Linked DNA regions of Sus scrofa: all the other regions are linked to region 1. Evidence: chromatin contacts called from public HiChIP or PLAC-seq data. All regions are on one chromosome and are shown on one strand. Each heading gives the region's core, a stretch centred on a gene start, on an enhancer-like site or on the middle of the called end of the contact. The rest is flanking DNA. Distances are from core to core; before and after follow the strand shown.

Evidence for each region. HiChIP or PLAC-seq counts read pairs in DNA pulled down with a chosen protein or histone mark.
Region 2: an H3K27ac HiChIP or PLAC-seq map of skeletal muscle shows a contact between it and region 1. The contact joins two enhancer-like sites. A contact is called at or near these places in 2 of 47 Hi-C or Micro-C datasets (psoas muscle and skeletal muscle) and 1 of 2 datasets of contacts at active chromatin or transcription factors (skeletal muscle).
Region 3: a contact with region 1 is called in an H3K27ac HiChIP or PLAC-seq map of skeletal muscle. The contact joins two enhancer-like sites. A contact is called at or near these places in 2 of 47 Hi-C or Micro-C datasets (both in skeletal muscle) and 1 of 2 datasets of contacts at active chromatin or transcription factors (skeletal muscle).

What each region holds. Positions count from the first base shown.
Region 1 is chr9:125,689,895-125,694,210 of Sscrofa11.1, forward strand. The region is part of intron 1 of C9H1orf21; the gene reads left to right. Among named protein-coding and RNA genes, the nearest start is that of C9H1orf21, 79 kb to the left of the region's middle. Within about 2 kb of position 1,792, at least 9 of the 83 cell types and tissues checked have an H3K27ac peak or open chromatin away from gene starts, as enhancers often do. A contact at or near this core is called in skeletal muscle, where this site is marked.
Region 2 is chr9:125,475,857-125,480,172 of Sscrofa11.1, forward strand. It overlaps LOC110255527 (a long non-coding RNA gene), which reads right to left. Exons shown (of 2, transcript XR_002335969.1): 1 at 2,597-4,316. Among named protein-coding and RNA genes, the nearest start is that of C9H1orf21, 140 kb to the right of the region's middle. Within about 2 kb of position 1,820, at least 7 of the 83 cell types and tissues checked have an H3K27ac peak or open chromatin away from gene starts, as enhancers often do. A contact at or near this core is called in skeletal muscle, where this site is marked.
Region 3 is chr9:125,511,390-125,515,705 of Sscrofa11.1, forward strand. No RefSeq gene overlaps it. Among named protein-coding and RNA genes, the nearest start is that of C9H1orf21, 100 kb to the right of the region's middle. Within about 2 kb of position 2,207, at least 3 of the 83 cell types and tissues checked have an H3K27ac peak or open chromatin away from gene starts, as enhancers often do. A contact at or near this core is called in skeletal muscle, where this site is marked.

The sequences.
Region 1 (4,316 bases), core at 542-3,041:
ACGTGTCTGCCCACAGCAGCCTCTGCCTCCAGAGCCCTGGGGTGGGGTGTCCCCACGGAGCTGGCCCGGCCCCCGCAGCGCTGCGGAAACGCCATTGCAGCCCCCAGCTCTCTGTGCACGAGCTGCAGTGGGAGCTCCAGTTTCTCCTGCTATTTCAGCTGATGCCTCTTGCTTTCTGTCTGCGTTCTATCTGCCTGCTTGTTTTTGGTTTAGTTCCTAAGAACCTCTAAGCTGACACAGTTTACCTCTCACCTGTCTGTCTGCCTCTTCTTTCTAGTCTTTTTTCACCTCCGCCACTTGCTTTGTAAAGTTTCTCACCATCCCGCTCAGTCAGGATGATGGTGATGATGACAATAGCTGTCATGTCCTGATAGTTTACAGATCGCGAGGTGCTGTGCTAAGCATTTTCCCTGTATTGTCTCATCTGCTCCGCTCAGAATTCATGCAGTCTGATCCCATCTGGTAAATGAGAGCGCAAGGCCCTGTGTAGTAAATAACAATGACCAAAGCCACGCAACTCCTTTCCTTTACAAAAATCACAAAACACTGGATGTAGTCTTTGTATCTCTAGAATTTTTATTGTGTGTGTGTGTATGAGAGAAAAAAGAGACTAAGTCCTTTACCAACAAAGGTTTTATGTTTTGCTTTCTCTGTGTTTTCAGGGCACTGCCAGCAATTGAGCTGTTCTGGATAGCACTCGAAGGTTCTAGCAGGCAGAATTTCAGATAGCCAAGGCTTTCCCTTAGGGATGCTCATTTCAGTAAACCACCCTCTGCCCATCAGGAAAGTGATGGGTTTACTCAGTCACTGGATCACGGCTGACTTCTCCTCAGACCTGGGATCCTGTGGCCTGAGGCAGAGCCCTGGGAGAGAGAGATCTTAGGCTGGAGCTTGCAGCAGCCTCTGATGGATGAGTTTATTTATTTTAGTAGGGAGGGGGTTAAAGGGGGAAGGAGTCTGTTGTGGAAAGAGAGGGATGTGCTTTTAGATATAGAGAGAAATGCTTTTTAAGATTGTAGCCTTCAGATCTTATTAGTGTTACTACATTACTTTGTTACAAGTTTTTATAATTCTGAGGGCAGGAAACATACGCATACTCACATGTTACCACCACAATCCACCAGCAGGCTCTTTGGTTTTTAAACGATTCTCCCATTTGTGCCTGATGGTTAGTTTAGGTAATTCGTGTCTTTTATGTCTGTTGTTCCTACTTCTTTTTTTCTACCGTTGTGACTAGTTTAAGACTGAGCTGCAAGCCATTTCCACATTAAGTTTAGAGATTGAATTGAATCAGAAATGTGAAACACTCTTTCCTTGTGGAAGAGTTGAGACTTTGTAATTCAGTGATGAAAACATCCCCTGTGCTTTTCCAGGGTGTGTGTCAGACAAAGCTCCATGGCCTTTCATCTCTTGTCCTCAGCATCAGGCAGGTAACATTCAGCTTTCCAGGGGATTAATCCAGCTGCAGTTCTGTTGTAGTTGATGGTGTTAAAGAGGATCAACAGCTCCAAACGGACGCGCCACGTCTTGCTGTCCTTGTCCCCAAGTGAGCGTCTCTAACCAAGGGTTTGCTAAGAGTAGCACACGATGCTGGATGTCTCTCCGTGTCTTGTTGCAGAAAATAAAACTGAGATAAGCACTCATTGAACTAGCTTGAAATATCCTAGGACGTTGAAGCACATCTCTGAGACTTCCTTTCCCGGCGGGGTGTCATTGGAATTCTACTCGTGTATTTATGATCTGTCAGTCCCGTCCGAATGCGAGCCCTTCAAGGGCGGGGATTCCGTCTGTGCTTCACAATACGTTTCAACACACAGATGGCCAGGATATCCTTCACTGACCATTGAGGAAGGATTGTGAACTTATCTGCTTAGATTAGAATCAAATTGCGCTTTTGTTTGTTCGTTTTTTTTAGTAATACATCCTTATTCTACTTACACAGTCTAGTCATTTCTTGACTTTTCTTTTTTCCTTTCCATCTATCTTCTGTCGTTGTTTTCCCGGGCCACATAGGGGAGCCTACTGGGCAAACTGATTTCACCCAATGCTCCTGGAAAGTCATGCCAGGCCACCGGCATAGCAGAGTGTGCACAGAAGACTATTCTCGTGCACTTATAAGTACTTGGCAAAGCATTTCATAATCTACCTAGGTTTTTAAAACCAAAAAAAGGGAAAACAGCTGTTACTATTAGGGTACTGATAATTCCAAGGAAATCAGGTGGATCTGTCACAAGTGACACGGTGAACTGGCAGGCCAGCTGTCAGAAGATGCCAATCATGGGTGTCCTGGTACAGAAAGTTCCCCACTGACACAAGATTGGCAACTTCCTTCATATGCCCTTGGTATTCTGAGTCTTGAGAGTGGAAAGAGGAGAAGAGAACTCAAAGTCCAGGAATGTCTGCCACTGGCTTTGATCGTGAAGGAGCAATTCTAGAAAGGGCGAAGTTCTTCTGCATGGATTCACCCTGGTGTGGGTGGGCGGCTTTAATCAGGATCTGATACTTTCCTCTCTTGCCTTCCAGAAAGAATGTCAGCCTTGCATGAACTTGTGTGAACACATACAGGTGATAAAGGAAGAGAGTTTTCAGCTACAGGGTAAAGGCACTAAACTCTTAAATCCTGAAGAACAGTTATTCCACAGACTTTTTCAATTCAGCCCTCTCTGTAAGAAACATTAAAAACATTTATTTTAGTCTGTTAAAGGCAGAATAGAGAAGAGGACATAAGAGAGCTAAGCTTTGTTCATTTTTTCACTTGATACACGATTGAAATCAACACCCTTGGGCCAAAACATAATAGGTAATAATCTTTAGACCTCATAGGGCTTCCTGAAATATTTTGGAAAAAAGATTTGCAGGTATATCTTAATTCGGTAAATGTTGAAACAAAGTATATAAATAAATTGAGTCTAGGTGAGAAATGGCCTTTTTTTTTGCTTTTTAGGGCCACACCCACAGCATATGGAAGTTCCCACGTGAGGGGTCACATCAGAGCTGTAGCCACTAGCCCACATCGCAGCCACAGCAATGTGGGATCCAAGCTGGGTCTGTGACCTACACCACAACTCACAGCAACGCTGGATCCCTGACCCACTGAGTGAGGCCAGGGATCGAACCCACATCTTCATGCTTACTAGTCAGATTCGTTTCTGCTGCGCCATGACGGGAAATCCCAGAAGTGGCCTTGTTATAAGTGGTAATTTCATCCTTAGCATCACTTGAACATATGTTCAGGTAGATCATAGAGTCAAAGGGAGAGGCTCGGAGAGATGAAGCCCAGCTTTGGCACTGAGGCAGGCGAGTGACCCCTGAGACCGGAGCTCAGCATCCTCACAGCCCCTCCGGTGCTCTTTCCACTGCTCTCCTTGCCCCCCATCGCCACACCTCACTGCGGAAATCCAGCAGAAATTGTATCTTCCTGTATGGGACTTAGTGTTATGTTTCTGAGCGATACCTCTGTACAGTGATTGTTTGTGGAAGTGAAACTTTTCCCATCAAGAAAGCAGAAGCAAATATGCCTGTTTCTTTGCTGTTAATAGCATATTGTCAGTTGTCACGGCACCAAGTGAGTGTGGGTCCAGGAATGAGGATCTTGAGTTGCCAGCAGTTGCTGGGTGATAGGAAGCCTGGGCTTTTCCAGAGTATCCTCATGTCACATGTGACATCTCTTTGTGTGTTATCTTTAACATGCACAATGAAATGTGAAATGGTGTTAACAGGAGCCCAAGGACACCAAAGCGGCAAGATGAGAAATCACTTTTCGGCTGTCTTTCTTCTCCCCCCAGTGGGCTGCTGTATTAACACTCATTATAGCGAAGCAGAACAGATGGGCAAACAGACTGATTAGTTATTTATATATATATTTTTTTTCTTTGTGAAGCTTAGATGTTGGCTCTGTCTTCAATAAAAGAAAGGAGTTTTTAGATGTTGCCTTGTCTTGATTTTCCCTTTTTAATTAAAGGAGGAAAGGGGACACTTTGCTCCTGATCTATTAATAATGTGTATTATCCCTTTCTTAACTGCTGACTTCATAGCTCTCTGTGTACCCATTGCAGTTAGAATTTGATTTTTCTCCAGTCCTCTGAGCTGCATGTGGTGTCTTCATGTTCTTTCTGGCTTAGGATTTCGTTATGGAGTTTATCAGTTTTAATTCATTTTTTTAAAAGTGTCTTTCTTGACAAGGGAACTGTCTACAGTATTTTTGGCTTTTCCATCCAAAATGAAAAAGTCCATGACTAATTGGTGGAAAGGGAAATTATTCATAATATTATGTAAATAGAAATATTTCGCATAACTTTTTTCAAAAAGGTCAAATA
Region 2 (4,316 bases), core at 570-3,069, 210 kb before region 1:
TAATAGCGTTTGGCCTGTAAAAGCTAAGTCCAGTACAATATTTGCATAAGAGTTCAAGGCAACAGAGGATTTGTCATAAGGCAGTGGGTGATTAATTGTCAAATGAACTGCACAGACAGCCATGTTCTTACAGGAATGGAACCTTCCTGGGTTGTTTCTGGGAGTAAGTAGGGCATACATTATAAACAGGTGTAAATGAACAAGCTGGCTGAGAGGAAGGAGCTTGGAGTGGACACAGGAAATCCAAGGAATTTGCCTCTGGTGGGCAGTGACCAACGGTACCACACTGGAAATACTGAGCCATGAAGAGCTATTGCCATTGAAATTAGTCAAAAAGAGTTGAGTATCGATTATTTCATATGGTTCACCTTAAACTTTTGGAGGATTGGTAAACATTTTTATACTGAAAATATAACTTTTAAACTGAAAAGTTAACGTGGCTCTTTAAAATATAACTTTTAACCTGAAAAGTTAACGTGGCTCTTTCTGTGAATTGGAAGATACATCTGGAGCATAGTTTTGGTATCTTATTTGGCCATTAGTACTGACAGCTAACACTCATGGCATCCCTTCCATGTACGCTCCTCAGTACATGGCTTGTCTCATTTCAAATTCATAAAAGCTGTGAATTAGGTTAATATTTATTTTATATAGGAAAGCAAGGCTCAGAAAAGTTCATTAACTTGCCCAAAGTTATACAGTTGGTAAGTGATGGACCAAGTCTGTGACTCGAATATGTATGTATAGATCAGAAAGAGATTCTAAAACCATAGCCAAGGTCACTATCACTGCTATTACTAAATATTAGCTTCAGTTCCAAACTTCCAAGCAGCCAAAGCAAAAAGTACAGCACCCAGTCAGTTAGTCTTCACTGCATTTTCAGGAGAGACAACATTTTTCCTGGCACTGAATTCTCAAAGGGGTGTCTCAAGCTGGCCCTTAATCATGGTAGTATCAGCAACACCACTTCCATATTCCATTCTGGTCTGCCCTCCAGTGAGGCCTCCTCTGAGAGCTCTGGTCTGGCTGCCCCATCTGAATCCACACCCTGTGCTCAAGCACTCGAGGAAATACAGCCTCTGATTCTGCCCTGGGTCTGGACCGGCTTTCTCTTAGTTACATGTTAAGATTGTATCTTCAATTCCTATCCGAAATGGGTATGGAAAATAACACACGAAAACTGTGCTTACTAGAAAACTGGACCCTGTCCCCTGCTCATTCGATGAGGACTTACTGAAAATCCACTCTCAGCAGGACACTGTTTAAGGCAAAAATCACGCAGCAGGGAACTGCACAGGTAACATTCTAGCCCTATGGAGCCTCTATTTTTGTGGGAGGGCAGATAACACATAAAGAAATAAATATATTCCGCCAGGTAAGGCTAGGTGCTGGGAGACACGTAAGCAGGCTACAGGAGAGTGTGTGCTATTTTAGGGAGGGCTTGCTCAGGAAGCCGCCTCTGCATGGCTCAGCTTTCATCTCATGCCTTTCTATCTGACTGCATCACCTTTTCCTTAGCAACACAACACGGAATAAACATTGCAGAACCAAATGCCTTCCACCAAGTTGACCACTGAGCAGGGCAGGAAAATGTTCTGCTACTATTTGAGGCAGAGATTTTTTTTTTGCCAAATTGCTCGAAACAAAAATAACTGTTCGTACCAGCCCAGTCATTTCAATGGTAAATCTAATCTGAACCTAAGTTGTTGAATCCACACTTTTTCTGAATTTCCTTCCTGGATGCCAGAATAGAGTCATTTATGTAGCCCTTAGTATGGGCCACACCCTCAATACATATTATTAGCTCATTGAATGAGATTCCAGTAATCACGAAAGAAAGAGGCAACAGAGCAGGTGGTTGGGAAGCCGGGCTCTGGAGTCTAGACCACCTGGGTCTATACCTGAACCCTAAGAATTCCTAGTTAGTGATTATAGGCAAGCTGTTTCACCTGAGACTGGTCTTCTTGTCTGTAAACTGGATGTGACAATAGTATGTACCTCAGAAGGTTATTGTGAGGGTATATATTAATTTGTATGTTTTGACATTGAGAATATATCCGGCATATAGCAAGTGCTTATTATTTTAACTCCAACTTACAGGTGAAGCTATGGAGACTCTGAGAGGTTAAGTAACTTATCTGAGGTCATACAGGTCATGAGTGGCCGTATCAGCATTTAAACCTAGGTTTTTCTGATTCCAAATTCATGCTCCTCCTTCTATGACTGCCTCTGTCGCCATCAGGAGAACTTAATGTTTCCTCTAAGAGATTTAGATCCAATAACCATAGCAAAATTATAGCGAAGTCAGAAGGGGTCATGAGAGACTGGGTCATAAATTGCACCAGTGAAAGATCGATCGGTAACATTTATCAAGTGCTGTTGTGCTCAAGGCCTCCCACTCAATAAACCCTGGTGACATAGGTCAAGTGGGTTTTGCCTTTGCCTGATTTTCCGCTTCATTCCTTCGTTTGTTTGTTTGTATAACACTTACCGAGCAGTGGGGGATTCCTAGGAATACATGAAATACTCCTGTCCATAGTTGGGGGTGGGGGGTGGCTGGGGAGAAAAGGGCAGAAAACGCAGGCAAATGACAAACCGGTAGAGTACGTGGTCAGATGCTCCAGATGGTGGCCCCTGTCACAGCAGGACTGGAATGAGAAGCAGGAGCACGGTTGGTCCAAGGTAGGGCCAGGCACAAAGAGTTTGATCTGGATCCTGCAGGAAGTGACCAGCATAAATTAGCCAGGGTCCTCTGAATCAATGGTGTCGCATTTAACACCTAGAAAAAAAAGGGTTACCGAAGTAAGTGATGGGCAAAAACATTACAAATTCAACACATGTTTTGGGGGTAAGCGTTGATGTGATGGCGCCATATTTATAAAATGGGTTTTAACCCAGCAGCGTTGTTACAGGAAGAAATCTGAATCAGACACTCTCATGTTAAAGAATTTCTTTGGTTCGGTGACTGTATCCATCAGGATGAGGTCAGAAAGTTTTAATAGATTAATAAAAAGAATTGTTAACCAGCTATGTTATCAACTAGGTCACTAAACAGTGTAAAGACAACTTGACTGCATCACAGAGGTGGCCACTGCCGGAAGCAGCTCTCATGTCTATGGACAGCAAGGAAAGAGGTTGGAATTATTAAAACTTAGAAACGGAGGCGCTGGGCTCTGTAGAGACCAGGACCTACGCCTCTGAGGAGAGAGTGCTGACCCACTGCTGGTGTCTCTTGGGGGACACCGCGAGGCTGGTTCTGCGAGGGTTGAAGAAATTGCAAACGGGACTCAGCTGCTGCTGCAGGAACGTGAGGAAGAGGGCTGGGATGCTCCTCCCAGGAGTAGGAAGCAGACGAGGAGTCAGAAAGTGGCACACAGGAAGGAGACTGTCCCTTCGTCCTCCTCTAGTCTTGCAGCATCTTTCTAGCATTTCCTCTGGCCGGGTTTAACAGAGAACTCACAGTTAACTCATCGTTGTCAACACAAATGAGTGAAGACACCACGGGGACGAACATGACGTCAGCCCTCACCCTCAGCCTGGAGGGGAAGACAGACCGGGAAACCAGACAGCACAGGGTGGGATGTGTGATACCAGAGAAGGAACAGCTTTGGAGGGAGCACTGAATTCGAAATGATTATTCTTAGGGGAGCAGATAGGAGAGACGTCATAGATAATTCTTGAACTAAAGCGGTTTTGTGGGCCAGGCAGTACTTCTCACTGAAGAGAACATTCCACACAGGAGCAGCCTGAACAAAGCCATGGGAGCAGGAAGGAGTGGGGGGCAGTCAGAGTTCCCGAAAACAATTCAGCCTGGCTGGACTGTGGGATAAGACATGAAGGATGTGCTAAGATAAAGTTCATGAGGCCCACAGGGGTCAGATCCTGAAGACTTTTCTACGCCAGCTTGTTTGAACCCTACTTTCAGAGCAGGAAAGATTTAAACCAGGAGAGTGACATGACCAGCATTGTGTTTGAATGACACCTCCTGATTCCTCATGGAGAAGAAGTTACAGGAGAGCCAAGGAGGCCAGTTAGGAGATGTTGTAATATTCCCGTTGTGCAATGGTGAGACCCGATCGATGGCAGTAGGGATGGGGGCGGGGGGAGGGACAGGCAGGAGAAATGCTGAGGGAGTAGAAATGAGAGAAGCAGGAACTGCAGCGAAATAACTACAGGAGTCTGTGTTACTGGCTTCGGCCTCTCCATAGATGACAGGCCCTGCTCCATGATGAGTTAGCAGAGGTTGCCCTGTGGCTGAGGGAAGAGAGCCAAAGGATAAGATCATGACTTGGGTTTTGTGCCCATGGACATTGCAA
Region 3 (4,316 bases), core at 957-3,456, 180 kb before region 1:
CACTTGCAGCAGCTGAAGAGGCTGGTCACATAGTATCTTGGGGAAAAAGGATTCCATACAGAGGGAACAGCCAATGGAAAAGAAGCACAGAGATACAGTGATACATCATTGGAAAGATCTGAGCAGACAAGTCTACTCTGGTTAGACATGGTCTAATGTATATTTTTACAGAATTGTTACAGTTGTTATGCTGAGACCAATACTCCACCTTGCAATAGTTCTCTGAGAGTTCTAGAAATCCCATCTTACAAATGATAAGTTGTGGAGTAGAAAAAAAAAAAATCAAGTCACCTTTAAGTCAGTGGCAGAGCCAAGAATCAAACTCAAACTAAGCATTGGCTGTCTTGCAGACTGGGGCTCATTTTATGACCACACTGAAAGAAGAGCTTATAGGTTCATGTCAGTTCAAGTTCATGATGACTGAAATACAGGTCTCAGGGACAGGAAGAAGCAGTCTGTTCTATCAGGTTTGGTAGATAGAAGGGCAAAGAAAAAAGAGAGAAAGAAAATTACGTGTTGATTCAGCAAATGACTAATGAGTTTCTATGTTTGTAATCGCCATGTGAAGGACTGGAGGTACAAACTCACCATTTGGGCAGCTTATGGTCTGAGAGCGGCGTGATAGACATTGACGACTACATGTGGGCAGGCTTTCCCATTGTGGTGCAGCAGGAATAAATCCAACTAGTATCTGCGAGGATTTGGGTTCCATCCCTGGCCTCGCTCAGTGGGTGGGGTATCCGACGTTGCCATGAGCTGTGGCACACGGTGGCTCAGATATGTCACAGATGTGGCTCGGATCCTTTGTTGCTGTGGCTGTGATGTAGGCCAGCAGCTGTGGCTCTGATTCCACCCCTTGCCTGGGAACCTCCATGTGCCAAAGGCGCAGCCCTGAAAAAACCCAAAAAACAAAAAACATGCAAAAAGGTATCATAGGAATCATTTAAAAAGAATCTATGGGAGTTCCCGTCGCGGCGCAGTGGTTAATGAATCCGACTAGGAACCATGAGGTTTCGGGTTCAGTCCCTGCCCTTGCTCAGTGGGTTGATGATCCGGCGTTGCCGTGAGCTGTGGTGTAGGTTGCAGACGCGGCTCGGATCCTGCGTTGCTGTGGCTCTGGCGTAGGCCGGTGGCTACAGCTCCGATTCAACCCCTAGCCTGGGAACCTCCATATGCCGTGGGAGCGGCCCAAGAAATAGCAACAACAACAACAACAACAACAACAACAACAAAAAGACAAAAGACAAAAAAAAAGAATCTATGCACTTCAGTAGGGACCAAGGTGGGAGCGGTCAATTCTAAGACACAGAGGGGAGGTGGGGTGTGCAGCTCTTGGCGGCTGGTAAAATCCTTCCTCGTGTTTAATGTTTTGTATGGTCTAGTTGTTCACTGGCTTTGGATTTAATTCAAATGGATTGTAAAGAAAGGTGTTTTTTTTTCTCTTAAGGTGCTTCCCAGGAAAAAAAGCAAAGGTTTTCTCATTTGAAACTTCCTCTCTGCGTCTTGCCCCTGACTAGTTTTGCAGTTTCAGTCTTTTGAATTCTTCTGTCTGGGACACTTTGCAGACTGCCGGAAATCCAGAAAGCAGAAGGGAACAGAAGGCTGTCTACGCCTTTGATGTCGGTGCACTGTGTTTCACGGTGTGTCTGTGTGTCTGTTTCATCATGTGTGTGTCGGGCGGGAGGCACATGCATCTCGGATTTCCGGAGAGCCTGATGGGGCTCAGCAGCCCACCCATGGGTCTCCTTGAGGCAGTTTTTTTGTTTAAGAAGCATCACTGGAATCATGTCACCCTATGGAGCTGGTGGCTGTCGGATAAAGCATTCGTGTTACCTTTCCGGTTCTGTCCAAGTGAACTCTTGACTCCCCACTATTTTCCTTCCTGCTGCCTTATGATTCCTTTGGATCTAATTCTTCCAAGGCTCCTTTGCCAACTGTCCATGAAACAGAACCAGAATGGCCTGTGGCCCTCTGGTCTCTGCTGGGTTAGAATTCCCAATTCTGAAATTTACACAAAACTCTGTGATGCTCGGATATCCATGTACCTTCCTCATTTGTTACTCAGACATGAAAGTACTTACTTCATAGGGTGTCTTAAATAAGATGACTCATGTGAAGGGCCTGGCTGGTTGAGTGTTAGCTAGTTGTGGGATCATTTTAGTGACACATGGGAATTGGCCGCAGTTCTGAGCACTGGGTCATGGCCTTGGCTGGTGATAACAACCCAACCATCGGTCCCTTTAAGGACCTCCAGATGGCTGGCCACTGGCTTTACTTACATCCCTGCTGGAAGGGAGGAGGGCGAAGGCTGGGGAAGCACAAGCCCCTGCTGAGATTTCACCCCGGCTGCTTCCATCAGTAGCTTCACCCCAGGGGTTGCAGAAATATTTTGTGTTCCCAGAACCTTGCTCTGGGCACCATCCCAAGAGAGCTCAGGGTTTAGAATGTGCTACGTCCTCAGCAGCCTAGTCTCAGCCTTCACGAGGCCAGAGAACCTGCAGCGGCAAACAGGAGCCTTCCTGGGAGGTTTCTAGGGAGGTCATGAGAGAGTGTCATCAAGCTTACTAGTGAGCACCATCTGAACGCATCCTTTCTCCACGGCGGTTTGCTAGGGGCCGAAATCGTCCAGTCCTCAGAGTCAGCTCAATGCCTGCTTACTCCCTGCTCCACTCGGGTTACAGTTGCTTATCCCTTTGACCTGAGACAGCGGGGACAGACATCAGCCCCAAATGTCTGAGACAGGTACTCCCTGCCAGGCTTGACCGTCAATTCATGGACTCGAGGATGAAGCTGAATCCTCAGCAGATCCCAAAGCTACACAGGGGAAGTGATTTTTCTGTTTCCCTGGATGCACCCAGGAAAGCAGAGTTGAGGCACTCAGGGTGGGAGGGCAGGGCCTATAGATGGGGCTTTCTTGGGGTGCTGTCCATTGCACAAGCAGGCATGGTCCATCCCCATATGCACGTCCTGCAGGCTTTGGAGCGCCCAGCCTGGAGCCTGGAGTGGAAAGGAGCAGGTGAGACAGTAAGGAGGCACAAGACAATGGGATCTAGGCAGTGACCAGGTACAAAATGCTTAGCGAGCGCAGTGAGGTGGCAGCTTACTCTAACCCCACCTGAAAAGGCCTTATAGGAATGTGGCATGGTAGGATTTAGAAAATAAACAGACCCTCCAATGATTTAAAAATTGTTGACTTCGGAGTTCCCACTGTGGCTCGGTGGGCTAAAGACCCCATGTAATGTCTGTGAGGATGCAGGTTCCATCCCTGGCCTCCCTCAGTAGGTTAAGGATCCAGCATGGCTGCAGGCTGTGGCTTAGGTCACAGATATGGCTCAGATTTGGCATTGCCGTGGCTGTGGCATAGGCCAGGAGGCCAGCTCCATTTGACTCCTAGCCTGGGAATCCCATATGCCACAGGTGCAGCACAAAAGAAAACAAATTGCTGACTTAAAAACTCCTGCAAGAGTAAGGCTTAAGCATCTTGAATTTGTCTTGTATCTTATCTGCCATGGAGTTGAAAGCATGTGAACAATGAATATGGGAGAATGGTTGCAGCAGGAAAGAAGGGGGCTTTTGAGAGTTCTCTTGTGGGGCAGTGGGTTAAGGATCTGGCATTGTCACTCCAGCGGCTTGGATCCCTGCTGTGCCCTGGGCTCAATCCCTGGTCCAGGAACTTCCACAGACTTTGGATGTGGCCAAAAAGAAAAAAAAGAAGGAGGCATTTGCTGGTAATTGTGGGCCAGGTGGGGAAGGGCACCCTAAGTCTGAGCTAACTGGCTCAGTGTTGACTACAGATAAAGTCACCTCTCTGCCTTCCAGAATAATTTTCATCTGTCTTCAGAGGTGATTCAGGCTAAATCAATTAAACGTTAGACTTTAATCTGTCTTTCCACAAACTTGGAATTTGGTAGCCTCCTCTCCCCTCCCCTCCAGAAGCATCTGGGAGGGTGGTGTTTTGTTTTGTTTTGTTTTTTTCCTTTTAGGGCCACACCCATAGCATATGGAGGTTCTCAGGCTAGGGGTCCAATCAGAACTGTAGCTGCTGGCCTACACCACAGCCACAACAATGTGGGATCCGAGCCTCATCTGCGATCTACACCCCAGCTCACGGCAACGTCGGATCCTTAACGCACTGAGCGAGGCCAGGGATCGAACCTGCAACCTCATGGTTCCTAGTCAGATTCGTTCCCACTGTGCCATGATGGGAATGCCAAAGCTCATGTTCTTGAAAGGTGCTTTGTGTTTCCAAAAAGAAAGATGGTTTGAACCCGAGGTTTTACCCTTTGCAGCGTGAACTCAATAAGAGCATCACTACC